Linked DNA regions of Podarcis muralis: region 2 is linked to region 1. Evidence: chromatin contacts called from public Hi-C data. All regions are on one chromosome and are shown on one strand. Each heading gives the region's core, a stretch centred on a gene start, on an enhancer-like site or on the middle of the called end of the contact. The rest is flanking DNA. Distances are from core to core; before and after follow the strand shown. Region 1 holds the start of JPH2 (junctophilin 2). Region 2 holds the start of SLC13A3 (solute carrier family 13 member 3).

Evidence for each region. Hi-C and Micro-C count contacts between places; a contact is called where the count stands out from the background.
Region 2: a Hi-C map of blood shows a contact between it and region 1, with 2.0 times the contacts expected there. The contact joins the promoter of SLC13A3 here to the promoter of JPH2 in region 1. A contact is called at or near these places in 2 of 3 Hi-C or Micro-C datasets (blood and tail).

The regions. Positions count from the first base shown.
Region 1 is chr5:79,982,671-79,986,901 of rPodMur119.hap1.1, forward strand. JPH2 (junctophilin 2) reads left to right here and starts at 1,840. Exons shown (of 5, transcript XM_077929266.1): 1 at 1,840-3,046. The coding sequence starts at 2,668.
Region 2 is chr5:80,230,216-80,234,229 of rPodMur119.hap1.1, forward strand. SLC13A3 (solute carrier family 13 member 3) reads right to left here and starts at 2,530. Exons shown (of 13, transcript XM_028735096.2): 1 at 2,392-2,530.

The DNA.
Region 1 (4,231 bases), core at 590-3,089:
AGACAGATGAGGGTAGGAAATAAGGAGAGCAGAGTATGACAAAACCATAATTACATTGCATGTAGAATGTCCTTTGGCTTTGAGCATGGTTTGTTCAATAAAGCATTATTTGAATAAACCATGGTTTCATGTGATGTAAGAATGGGCTGCTGTCAAGAAATCACTGCCTGTCCTCTACAGGAAAGTGAGGAATGATCTTTTCAGCATCTGCTCCCTGTGTTCTTGGATTTTTATCACAAGCACTTGCTGGTTAGTTGTGCAACTCGAACCACAAATACTCCAAGGTAAGTCCTATTGAATTCAGTGAGACTTGCTCCAGGGTAAATGGGATTAGGATTGTAGCCTCAGTGTATGCAGGTACCAGTAATTTGGGAGTACCAAGTTAATGTTTGCGCCTGAATAATAAAACGCAAGACTTTGCCTAAATAGTTTGCAGTAGTTTAGTTCTGTTAAAATAAAGGAAGAGTTTGTCATTTCACTATGCACTTCATTTTCATTGGAATAAGGTAAATTTGTAGCTCAGATGTAAGCCCCTATTTTACACACAAAAACCTTAGTCTTCAAAATGGGGAATCTTCAGGTAAGGCTGGCAAAGACTCCCATCTTAAAACACAGCAGAGAAGAGCTCCCCAACATTTTTAGCCCTAGAGGCACTTCTGGAAATTAAACCTGTGGGCAACAGAAAATAACCATTTCACTGTAGGAAAACAGGAAATGCTATCAGAGTGCCTTAAAATGGATCAAAACCCCACACCCCAAACAGACAAAAAGGCAGCCTGCACAACAACAATGAAAATAGTCACAAAATGAGAGGGACAGGTGCTGAAGGCTATATATGCGGTGTTTCCCAAACTTGGGTCTCCAATGTAAAAACTGCCACAACGTTGGAGTAGAAAACTGCAAGGGCATGTTGTCACAAGTGTAACATATGCACACACACCAAGACCATCTGTTTAATAATAAACACTTTAAAACTATACCTTGCCATGCTCTCTATAATACAAAGAAGGTCAACAAGCAAGGAAGGAAGGCCAGCCACACTGGGAGGAGAGACTTCCTCCAGCGACAAAACCTGACAAAGGCCATTGGTTTACACATTTCACATGCAATTCTTTCAATGGACAACCCTGTATATAATAATCTCAAACACTGGGATTCTAAAGAAACCTATGCCTGTCTGGCAAGTAATTATGCTGGTCCACTAATTAGTCTCCAGAAGCAAGTTAATATTAATATTATTAATAATAAAAAATATGAGAATTTTGAAAGCTCTCACAAGCTGTGACAAGGTCTGGCTTACTTGATATAGCAAGCCAATTTGTGGCTGGCAAGGGCCGCGAATATGTGCGCAGCCTACCAAACAGGAGGGTGTTTTTTTTTTAAAAAAAAGTGTTATAGTCTAAATGTTATAGTTTACCAATTTAAATTGAGAAACCTGCGTTATTGGGTGGCTGATATAGATACCACACTAATAGGGCCCCCTGATTAGCTGCAGAAAAGGGTGGGGCCTAACATGCACTGCATCTATAGGCAGAATCCCACCTGAAGCCGCGATCCAGCCCCCTCCCCGTTCGCCTCGCCTCGTGCCTTTAGCACCTTCATTCATGGTCTCTCCCATTCATTCTCGCCGGCTCACTCCCTTTCCTTTTTCTTGCTCCGTAACTAGCAGAAGTTCCTCCCATGCAAAGTTCGGAGCAAACGACCTGGCAGAGCTCTCGCCCGCGCCTCCCTCCTTTTCCCAGGGTGCTATTTTTAAATAGGACACTTGCTCCGTCTCTCTCTCTCGTTTTCATCCCAGCCCGAAAGGGGGTGGCGGCGGTGGGTGTCTCTGTCCTCCATAAAAGGGTCCTGCAAAGTGGGCAGGGCTACGTGGGTTTATTTTCGGAGCAGCTCCAGGGATCCGATGGCCTTGTTAGGGCAGCTGTGACCTTTCTTCCCGGAGGAGGGTAGAAGGAAGGAGGCTGCGGGAGGAGAGCCGGAGAGGCTCGCCTGTCCAATGGGGCTTTGAAGAAGAGCCTGGCACCGCCCGAGCAACTAGCCGCGGGGGCCGCAGGAGCCCCGGGAGGGCGGAAGAGGCGAGGGCGCAAAGCGCGCCATAGGGGAGGGGGGTCGCGGCGGCGGCGGCCGGGGAAGGTTCAGCAAGGATCTTTACCCTTCTTGGCTCATAAAGGGGCCGGATGCTGCCGGCGTTTAGAAGAGGCTGCGAGGATGGTGTAGCAGAGAAAGGTTACCTTGCAACTAAGGTCTTGCAAAGGCTTGCCTCTTGCCCATCAGGGCGCTTGGAGAGAGCGCACGGGATGGGGAGGCCCGCGCCTTGCAGCTGAGCAGGAGTTTAGCCTCCTCTACTACCTCCAAGGCCGGTTGGAAGAGTTTTCCTTCCATGCCTCCATACCTGACAGGCTAGCGTTGCCAAGCCAGAGAGTTGGGGGTCCCTGAGGTTCGTGCAGCGTTTCTGAGCCTAGGAACAGCTTGCTTTCCACCTCCTCGCAGCCTCTTCTCTAGTTGCACCTTCCTGGGCGAGGACGCCAGGCCTGACCCCAAAGGTGGCCCCCCAGCATAGCTTGGCTATGCACCCCCACCTGCCGCTTCCACTAATGGAGAAGTGATCTGGCCAGATAGGAAGGAGGGACCGAGCCAGAGAAGAGCACAGACCCCTGGCTCGACAGCATGAGCGGTGGCAGGTTTGACTTTGACGATGGAGGGGCCTACTGCGGGGGCTGGGAAGGGGGCAAAGCCCACGGGCACGGCATCTGCACCGGGCCCAAGGGCCAGGGCGAATACTCGGGCTCCTGGAACTACGGCTTCGAAGTGGTGGGAGTCTACACCTGGCCCAGCGGCAACACCTACGAGGGCTACTGGTCTCAAGGCAAGAGGCATGGCTTAGGGATCGAGACCAAAGGACGGTGGCTTTACAAGGGCGAATGGACACACGGCTTCAAAGGAAGGTATGGGGTCAGGCAGAACGTCAGCAGCGGGGCAAAATACGAAGGCACCTGGAATAACGGGCTGCAGGACGGTTATGGCACCGAGACCTATGCTGATGGAGGTAAGCCTGGGTGGAAGGAAGTCGCTAGCCAGTGGGCTGTTTCTCTCTGGGCTGCAGCGTGGAAGGCAGGGCAGGGTCCTGGGAACCAGGGAATGTGATATGTGAGCTAATGGCTGTGGCTCCTTCAGCGGGCAAAGAATTCAGTTCTGATCCCTCAGCTGATGCTGGACAGGTGAGATTAAGGCCCTGTCCTCATCTTTCCAGCAATGCACACTTTATACAAAATCTCAGCCCAGCATGCCTGTTTGTGCACAAGGGCTCCTAGGTGCATAGACATTAGTGGGCGCACTTGCCGTTCTGCTAATGTACGGTAGCTGCTGAATGAACCATGCTGTCTACGTGGTTAAAAGAAAAAAGGCTTCAGGGTCAAAAATAGCCCATTCCCAGTGGCACTCCTTAGTGCTCAGAGGTTGACGTCACAATGGGACCATTGCTTGGATTCTTCTGCAGTGCGAGTTGTGTGCCAGCCAGTTGTTCACTGGGCGTGTGGTCATTCCACAGCATGCGCCAGATCTTGCCGCTCGGTGGACCATCTAGTGTGCAACTCCGAATGCATCCAGAAGTGGTCGGCAGCTTCTGCCCATAGCAGAGGAGGTAGAAGGTGCTGTTGAGATAGTACTGCTTGCAAAAAGGCAACTTACTGGATTCCAAACCTGATGGTTGTCTATGTTTGTAAGAAAAGTCTGCTGGACCAGACCAGTGACCCACCTAGTCCAGTAACCTGTTCTCATAGTGGCCAACCAGATGCCTATGGAAAGGCCGGCAGCAAAAGTACATGTGTGTGCACTTATAACCAGACACAGAGTTTACCCGGGTCTAGGGACATTCCTCTTTCAGACATTGTATAGGTGGCTCAGAAATCACTTTTTAGAACCGTAGTTCAGTTTTCCCTTTAGGAAAAGCTGGTGCAAACTTAGGAGCTTAAATACCTTCCTTAACATGGTGGTTCCTGAAAAGAAATAGATAAATCTGAGACTAATGGAGATATGTTTGGCCATTCTAAAGCAGACTGTGGCCTAATTAGACAACTATTAGTACTTTTAATACATAATCCGATGGGGATTTATCGACTGTTGTAATGACTCAAGATCTTCGTTCAGCCCAATTTGTCCTTTCTGTTTAGCAAGCTCATTTTTTCAGGGCAAGCATGGAGGGAGGGAGCAGCTGTGGGGGGAGAACTCTTCT
Region 2 (4,014 bases), core at 1,280-3,779, 250 kb after region 1:
CCCTGTTGGCTACCCCAGATAATGACAGATGGATCATGTTACCATCAAAAAATGCACTGCGACAGTAGTTGCGGGGACTTTGTAATGACAGTAATTACAAGGGTGGACTTTGGTAAACTTTGGTAGTATGGTGCCCTGAGCGAGGCCAAAATCTGACAACCCTCAATGGATCTTCTCCATGATGGATCTTCTCAATTTTGCACCCCCTCGGCTCAGCGCCCTGTGCTGGGGAACTGCCTGCACTTCCTTAAATCGGGTGCTGATCCCGTATTGTAGACTCAAAAGTCTGTGCTAATAAGAGACTTCTGAAAAAGTTTAAGATGAGGCAACTATTTAGTTGGGGCAGGGGAGAAAGATTGGCTTTGGGGGAAGCAGTGGATCACTTGAACTTTATATGGTCAGGGTGACATTTAAAAGTGGCATGATGATAATCTGGGGAGTTGGTCCTAGGGTTACAAAGTGGCAACAGGGTAAAGGCGAAAGGGGATTTTTTAAGAGGATGGTCATTTTGTTTGGAGGAGGGGATATTCCTTAAAGGGGGCAACTAGGAAAAGGCTATTGATAAGGTAAAGGGAAGGGGTAGAGAGTTGGGTGGGACAGGGATGGATTTTTCTACGGACAGCAGACCAGCTGATTTCTTGGAGAAATACTCTCCAAAACTGAGAAAGGGGTTGGGTTTAGTTCACTGTCTCCCGCAGACAACCTGTTATGTACTGAGTTTTATATTTATTGATCATTCCTCCCAATTTACTTGCACAAAGCTTAAGCAGAGGTTAGACTGTTTCTGGTCATTCTCAAGCATTCATCCCAATTTGAGGGGAAGTTACACAGTAAGCATTCATTCAGGCTTGCTTGTGCAATGTTTATGCATCTTCCCATTAATCATTTTCACCACCACTTTCTCAATAGCAAAAAGTCCAATTTTTAAAATAAAATAAAACAGTGGGTTTTAAAAATAATTTAATTTAAAATAATTTTTAAAATAAAATAAAACAGTGGGTTTGTTGCATGCAGTCAGCAGAGCAGGTTAATCCACTTTAATTGCACACACATACATTTCTGATAGGAGCTTCAATCCCACCCACCCCCAAAATAGTAACAGTCTGGAGGTAACCGGAGTTCCCTTAAGGACAATGACCATGTGGTTCCTTGGTTGGAAGCAACATTAAGTAGGAGATGACAAAGAGATGATGGACCAGAACAACCATCAGTGTGGCAACCTTTGGAGGCCAGGCTATAGGTCAGCGGTAGAGCATCTGCCTTGAATGCAGAAGGTGCTGGGTTCATTCCCCAGCATCACCAGGTAGGGCTGGGAGAGGTTCCCTATCTGAAACCTTGGAGAGCCACTGCCATTCATATTGAACTAGATGGACCAGTGGGTTTGACTTGGTCTAAGGCAGCTTCCTATGCTCTTCCTTAACTTGAGTTTCATTAGGAGCCACAGTTCCCTACAAGTAGTCAAAGTGCAGGGAGCAGAAGGCTCTTGTGAAATATATGATGGGGATATTGGGGAGTGCAAAGAGCTGCTGCTGGAAGTTACTTGGGTTGGCAGGATAGATATTAGGGAAGAAGAGAATAGCGAGAGCAGAAACCGTAGTATTATCTTGACAGGGATTAGGGAGGTACAAGGAGTTAGGGCAGAGGGCAAGGAGCTATTCCCAATAGTCTGATGACTGTTGCTGAATGAAGGAATTATTTGAGTACTTTTTGCAGGAAACTGGTTTTCTAAAGGGGAGTGCAGCCTTTCCAAAAACAGAAGATGGGGAGGGTTCTTGATTGGAGAAGGGGCTAAGAAAGGGAGGGGGTATTAATTGAGTTGGAGACTCAGGTGGTGCTAAGGATAGTGGGTGACCCAATGCTGTCCCCCCTCTTCATGATAAGTCACCTCCGCCTTTAAGCGACTGTGTGACAGTGTCAACAGACAGAAAGTCAACAGGTGAAGCAACAGGGAACTCACCGCCTTTTGAAGCTCCGCCTGCTGCACAGCTGTAGAAAGGAAGGAAAGACTCCTTGCAAAAAGGGGGACAGAACAAGATGGAATGGGCTGGTGGCTACACTAGAAGCAGGAGTGGGGGTACAGCCACTTTTGACTAGGGCAAAGAAGGAAGTGGGGGGCGGAGAGGAGGAGGAAGCCCCTTGCAGGGTGGCTTCTACGGGGGCGGGTGGGGGCAAAGGGTTACCTTGGGGGGCAGGCTGAAGAGGACAGGCAGCAGCACCAGCGGGGTGCAGAGCAGCACCAGATAGCGGCGGATACTCCACACTTTCTTCACTAGGGCTCCAAGCGCTGCCATAATAACCCGACCGGACCGGCTTGGGAGAGACCGGCCGCGGCGCCCGGGCCGCCGCTTTATCCCGGGGGAGGGAGGAGGGCGAAGGAGGCAGGGCTCTTACCTAGGGGCGGCGGCAGGGAGCACGGGGCTCGCCGTCCGCCAGCCCGACCGACTCCCACCTCCCGCTCCATCGGCGCATCCAGAGAGCCAGGAGAGGGAGCCGCGGCCGTGACCGCCTCCTCCTCCTCCTTCAAGGGACCGCCTCCTCGGGGCTGCCCCCTCGCCCACCCCGCTCCAGCCGGAGACCGAGGAGAAGCGAGCAAGAGGCTCGTCGCCACGTGGAGCGCAAAGGAGGGCAGCTTTGGAGCCGGCATCCGCCGAGCGCGCTGCGGGTCCTTCGCGCAAGGCGCGCCAGCTCCAAAGTTTCGCTGCACGTGGTGGACCACGGAACTTCTCCTTGGCTGCTGTGGCGCCAGGACAAAAGTTGTAATAGTGGGGAGGCAGGAAAAGAGGAGAGTGAACAGCCAAACCCGAGGATTCAGGGGTGCAAAGTTGAATAAAATGGGGGGGGCAGGTAAGCCCCCTCAAATATTTTACGGGCGGCAGCGAAGGGACCTCGACTTCAAGAAGTTGGCTCCTATGCACGGATTTGTTATTTCTCCTCTCCAGTTCTCTGAACAGAGTTTAACCTGTCAGAGGCTTTCGTTGTTGCATCTGACCCTGCCATTTTCTAGACTCTGGAGGCGAATATGTCCTGTGAGCAGTCACCCCCTTGGGGAGAGGTGCGGTTCCTTCCGCGTCCATGGAATGCCGTTTTCTAATTGGAAACCTTACCTTTTGACCCAACCTTTATTTATTCATTTAGAGCGTATGTGCCCCTGTTCTTCAGCCAAAGAAAGAAAGAAAGACTCCCAGAGTGGCTTACAATAAAACAGTGCCTGCCCGTAGGCTTACAATCTAAAAGACACAGCACAAAAGGAAAAAGGGACAGGGGCGGGAGAGGAAAAAAACAAACTCCACTGCTAACCCTTAAAAGTTAAGTAATAGTTCTTACACTGACCAGCTTGGTGTTGTGTTTCCTGGAACAAACACTGCAGGCTACTTCCTAACAGTACAAGGTTAGTTCTTGGTAATTTAAAAATAAAATTAAAAAATTCTTATATTCTAAAAGAAGTCACCTTCTGCCTGATGATGTGAATGAACTAATATATATTGGCAATCTTGGTCCAACTGCATTGGCTGCCAATGAGTTTCAAAGTGCTGCTTTGACCTATAAAGCCTTAAACGGCTCAGGGGCCAATTCTTGTGATGATGGGGCTGCCCTCAAATGCCTCCACATTGCAGCTGCTTGAAAAAAAAATCAACAACTCAGGTTGCTTTTGCAGGCTTGTCATGCAGATCTCCTAGTATGTGGCTTGACTTTGTGCCACTAGACACATGTGCCAGCAGGAAGCTGTATGCTCGGTCCTTTTTAAAAAACAAACAAGCAGAGATAATTGTTCACTCAAATTCTGTGCATGGCAATTCTGAAACCTGTATTCTTGCACTTTTGCAAGCACTTGCGCTCTCCCCCCCCCCCCGGTTTCATTTTGCTCCGGCTGTTCAGGGCCCATTCCCTGCCCCCCTGTCAGAGTGTAGTGCTGTCCGGGCAGGACTTTGGGGCAGAAGTTTCAGGCTCCACAACAAAGAATGTGCAGAAGGCCTGGCTTATCACATCTTAAAGCAAGTGAAGTCATACACATTA